Regions from separate parts of the Hordeum vulgare genome. Here region 1 is linked to region 2. The links are chromatin contacts, called in public Hi-C maps. All regions are on one chromosome and are shown on one strand. Each heading gives the region's core, a stretch centred on a gene start, on an enhancer-like site or on the middle of the called end of the contact. The rest is flanking DNA. Distances are from core to core; before and after follow the strand shown.

Evidence for each region. A called contact is a pair of places that touch in the nucleus more often than the background predicts.
Region 1: a contact with region 2 is called in a Hi-C map of leaf, with 3 times the contacts expected there. The contact joins the enhancer-like site here to the promoter of LOC123444861 in region 2. A contact is called at or near these places in 4 of 6 Hi-C or Micro-C datasets (leaf and seedling) and 1 of 1 datasets of contacts at active chromatin or transcription factors (embryo).

The regions. Positions count from the first base shown.
Region 1 is chr3H:543,565,626-543,568,325 of MorexV3_pseudomolecules_assembly, reverse strand. No RefSeq gene overlaps it. Among protein-coding and RNA genes, the nearest start is that of LOC123444861, 120 kb to the right of the region's middle. Within about 2 kb of position 1,360, at least 3 of the 3 cell types and tissues checked have open chromatin away from gene starts, as enhancers often do. A contact at or near this core is called in leaf and seedling, where this site is marked.
Region 2 is chr3H:543,450,135-543,452,834 of MorexV3_pseudomolecules_assembly, reverse strand. It overlaps LOC123444861 (auxin transporter-like protein 1), which reads left to right and starts at 1,398. Exons shown (of 7, transcript XM_045121727.1): 1 at 1,398-1,853; 2 at 2,017-2,296; 3 at 2,396-2,581. The coding sequence starts at 2,096.

The DNA.
Region 1 (2,700 bases), core at 111-2,610, 120 kb before region 2:
GTAAACAGCCAAGTCTGCCACGTCGGACCCGACAACCCAACCCTACTTCAAATTGCACCAAACGCCCCAAATTTTTCCTCCTCCTCCGGCCGATCACCAACAATTCCTGTGCGTGACCCCTCGCCGTCCAGCTTCCTTACTCTCCATCCTCATCACCTGTCCCGATCCGCCGTCGTGATGTCTTCCACCCCGGCCCTGACCGCTGCGACAAATACACATTCTGCCTCGTCCGTCGGCGACCCTTCCTTCACTTCGTCTTGCAAGCCGAAGAACATCGCACGTAAGCTCCACTGTGGCCGACAGTGACAAAGGGAGTTGGCCGCGCAGGTACATGCGGGCGTCATCGACGAGATGTCTTTCCCGCGTGTCGGGCTCCCCTCACCCCATCCGCGCAAGCGTCGGCATGGGTTATGCTGTCCGGCACCGTCGAGACCGAGGATGAGGATGAGACGGCCGGGTGGACCCTTTCGGAGAGCTTTTCGGCAACGCAGCAGCCGTCGGTCCATGAGTGTGAGTCCCCGCAGCTCGTTCGGGAGCGGGTGAGCACGGGCAACCCCACAGTCTGGGCTGCATTTGACATTTTCAACAAAATGTCTCAACACGACCGGATAAGTTTGCTCGTGTCTGATCTACTGATTAGCTTGAGAAGGAGAGGTTGCAACTCTCATCCGACGTGGAGGATGCAAAAATCATGCTCGCGGATGAATCCACTTAGGATGAACATGTCAAAAAATGTCTTGTGGACAAGAAAAAGAAGATCAATAACCGTAGAGCGTTGAAAGCGGCCACACAGGCTACGGCTGCGGCAGCGGAGCAGGCGGCCATGATGCAGGCGGAGGAGGTAGCCCAAATGTAGACGGCGATAGTTGCGAGGATGCACACGGAGGTGGATGCGCAAGCGGAGCAGGACGCATGGAGGAGCAGGACGCATGGACGAACTCGTCGGATCAGTGATCCGACAACACTTGTCGGTCGGACATTAATTTTATTTTGGCATTTCCCTTTGATTGAACTATGATATCAATTGCTTTTGTTTACAATTGTTGAATTCAAACAATTTGTATCGAATGATTGACGTGCATGGCTTTGTACGAATTTGATAGTCCGAATATAAGGTATGTGGATATACAAAGCAAAATAGAAGGACCGTCCGAACATGTCCGCGGACGTATAGGTGGTCGGATTTGCCTAGGCTGTTGATGCTCTTAATATTATGAGACTGAGGGAGTAATATTTTATACTCATTCGTACATTTTTTTTTTCGTTACGAAACAAAACAGATGGGGTGGAGATACAGGCCAGCGCGTACGCGTACGGGGAGCTAAAAGGAAAGACGACGCACCAAGGCGACAAAACCCGTATGGGCGGGGCGAGAGGGGCCGACGCGGCCGCGTCGCCGGGCATGGCTGGCTAGCTTCGTGTATCGGGGTCGGGGACCGGACGGCCACCGTCTCCTTTTCCTTATCATAATAATTATAAGTTGTTTTTGCACTTGGTTCCGTCCTAGATTCCTACCAATCGCCTCGTCCCCCAGGTTAGGCTCCAAGCTTCGTGCTTATCCGCCTCATGTCAATTCATCGCCTAATCAAGTGTTTTTTCTCATCGTTCATGGAGGGGAAATAAGTGCTTTTGGTTAACCACCAAAGGAGCAATATGTTTTGCGATATCCATGCCCATGTCTACGTACAAAATCATCGACAGCTCGCCGTGGCAGCTTGCGGCGTATGCTGCATGCGCCCGCCCATGGCCGGCCGGCCAGCGATCACGGTGGCTGGCTACATGCTGCGCGCACGTACGCACGCATGGCGTACGTGGTGATGCAAGTCTCTTTCGGTCGGGTGTCGAGGGCCCGTGGGGAGAATCCGATCAAGGAATTGAGCCGATTCCGTGGAAAAAAGGCTCTGAAACTAGGGAGGATATGGACCCATGCATGCATATCTCGTTCCCAACCCAAGAAGCATAATTTTGGTCTTATAATTTCCTCTCTTTTTCCAGGCTAAAGGGCTGATGCCTAGATGCCTAGCTGCCCGCTTGGGTTCATCGCGGTTGATCGACTTGTTCCATTCATATACGGATCTTACTGATTCCGGGTACTAAATTTTGTCAGTGTGGGAAACGAGCGAGATTAATAATGTTACAAGATGATATGGAATTTTCCTGCGAAATAAAAATATGAAATGATGGTATAGAGTCGCATGCAGACTCTCTAGATGGAGAATGGCGAGAATATTACTCCACTATGGGTAGATATGCTGGTACCAATGAAAATCCTTGATTTGATATAAAAGTTTGATGTCTGCTTCTCTCTAAGAAAAAGTTTGATGTGGAAGGAAAAAATGATGTAGCTATCAGTTGTCAATTTAGGTTGTGTTTGGTTCATCTTTTTTATCGACTTCTCCTTTCAAAAGCTAAAAGCTACCTAAAGGGGTAATTGTTCAAAACAGTTTTTGAGAAACAATACCTTCTTCCTAGTGTAAATTTCAAAGCTTCCAACTTTTCAGCTTTTAACTTTTCCACAACAGTTTTTCGCAACAACTTTTTTAGAATTTGCATCTCAATCAAATACATCCTTAGTGTCTCCACGCGAATCAATCTATGTTTGGATGGTTAAAGGGACTGCGGTATCCCAGCTCACCAGGGTTCGAGTCCTGCTGCTTACATTTATTTTCTAGATTTATTTCAGGATTTTCGGTGATATGA
Region 2 (2,700 bases), core at 149-2,648:
GTCAATGACATATTGTTTATTCATCACTTAGAAATACATCATCTCCTAACGTGTTCTTTTAAAGATACAGTAGCCCTCTATAAATAAACGAATATAAGACATTTCATATGAGTAAGTTGAAGTAGATTTTAGAGAGCCCTATCCCTATGGACTCCACCTTGGTACAATAGACCCCACTAAACTAAGAGTATGCAAGTACAATTAGATGAAGAACAGCACAGCATGAAGGAAAATATGATGAATAGTATACTTAGGGCCTGTTTGGGACCGCTCTGCTTCATCAAAATCAGTTCCGCTTCATCAAATCGACATTAGAGCAGTTTTATATAGGAGTTGCAACCATTTCAAGAGAATGTTTGACTCTCATTTAGCTCCAGCTTCACGAATGGAAAAATTGGTGGAAATGATCTATTTGATTGGATGAGAGATAAGAAACGAAGGGGTGTCTACTTATTGGTGACGGTGGTGGGTAATTTTCTTCCAACTCCAGCTTCTATAATTTTATGAAGCACCTCCTAGAGAGCTTTACAAAAAACAAAGAGTTGGACCCCAGATTCTAGTTTTTTTCGAAGCAGTATATCGTGGAGCTACCCCGTTTGGCTTACGTTTTCTAGAGCGGAGCTGAATTTTCTGAAGTAGAGCAGTTCCAAACAAGGCTTTTAATGATGGTTTTTTTTCGTTGAAAATTTAATGGTCATCTGATGAACCAAATCCACTAACACTCATACCCCGTATTATTACCGAAGAACGGACGTACGGCCTGCGCTGTCCAAGCAAGCCAGGCTCGTACACCACATCATATGATCCCCTGCCGGCGGCCGGGCCCCGGGCTCACCCACCCACCCACCCACCGGGAGATGCGCGAAATTCAATCCAGCGTCAGTCAGCCATGAGTAGTTTCAGTACACACACAACACAAAACCGTCAGATGTTCTTCTTTCGCACTCCCATCTCTGAGCAAAATAAAAATAAAGGAAGGGATCCAGCAGCAGGCAAGGAGGGAGGGAGCGGAGACTTTTGACACGATGCCAGCAGTTAATACGGCCTCTCCTCACAGCGGCAGCCTCTGTTCCTGCCGTTGCTTCCAACGCTGCTACACTCCTTCTCCCCCCTCGGCGAGGTGAGTTTTTTAATCCCATCAAGTCACCGCCATAAAGAAGACCCACGTCGGTCGACCGAGATTTTATTACCGCTCCCACCCACACTCCCCTCTTTCCACTGCACCCACGCAGAGGGGAGGAGGAGAAGAAGAAGAAGAAGAAGAAATTAAAGAAAGAATAGACAAAATGGAAGAGAAGGGCAAAATGCAAAAGGGGGGTGAGAAAATCAGGGGGGAAAGTGGGGCGTTGGAAACGAACGCCGGGCCGGGCCGAGCAGAGTTGTTATAAAGCCGCAACTTGTTCCCTTCCCCCTCCCTCCCCATCTGCCTGCGCTCCTCCTCACTCTCTCTCTCTCCGCCCCGCCGGATCGCCCGCCGGCCGACCTCTCACTCTGTCTACACCATCACCTACGAGCTAGGGGTGGTAGGCTACGAGCCCGCAACCCTGCTCCGTGTAGCACACCATTACTTGCTCCATCATAAAGGAAGCAGAGAGCAGGGGAGGGGAGACGGAAGAAGCAGGGAGAGCTCTGCGGCCGTACCTTCACCCGGGCGGCGCGGCGGCCACCACCCCCACGCTCCTAGCTAGCTACCCAGCCACTGTAGCTGCGAGCGAGCAGAGAGGCAGAGAGGAGGCCACTCCCTCATCAATCGCACAGTAAATTCCTGGGCACCCTGCATTCACTCACTGCCCCGTCCGTCCGGCCGGCCGCGATCTCCACATCTTCTCTCCTCCTCCACCCCGCCAGAAAAGGTTCGTCTCCCTTCTCTTCTCTCCTCTTGGTGGTGCCGGTGTTTGAGAGGCCGCCGCCCCCGTTTCGTTTTTATATATATTGGCCTCTCGCGCTCGTATTGGGCGGAAGAGTCCGTGTGTGTGTGCTCTGCCGTGCCGTCCTCCTGGATCTTGATCCAACCAGGCCTCTGCCCTGCTTCGTCCGTACACAGCACATCGCAGCCGCGTGGTGGTGAGAGAGAGAGAACGGGAGAGAGGCGAGGATGGTGCCGCGCGAGCATGGGGAGGAGGCGATCGTGGCGGACGGGCACGGCAAGGAGGAGGAGGTCGGGGTGATGGGCGTGAGCAGCGGCGGCGCGGACGGCGACGAGGAGCAGCACGGCGGCGGCAAGTTCAGCGTCACCAGCTTCCTCTGGCACGGCGGCTCCGTCTGGGACGCCTGGTTCAGCTGCGCCTCCAACCAGGTACGTACGTACGTCTTTCCGAGCATCGATCGGCATGATGGCGAAGAAGACGACGATGGCGATGATGATGGTTTACTGACGAACGGAAACGGGTTGCAGGTGGCTCAGGTGCTGCTGACGCTGCCCTACTCCTTCTCGCAGCTGGGGATGCTCTCGGGCATCCTGCTGCAGCTCTTCTACGGCTTCCTGGGCAGCTGGACCGCCTACCTCATCAGCGTCCTCTACGTCGAGTACCGCTCCCGCAAGGAGAAGGAGGGCGTCAGCTTCAAGAACCACGTCATCCAGGTACGCACCCCTCTTCCTTCATCCCTAATAACGGATTGCAGTTTCCGGCTTCACCAAGCGGCCACGCCTTTCACTTCTCTTCTCTTCTCTTCTCTTCTCTTCTGTCGGCCCTGGCTGCA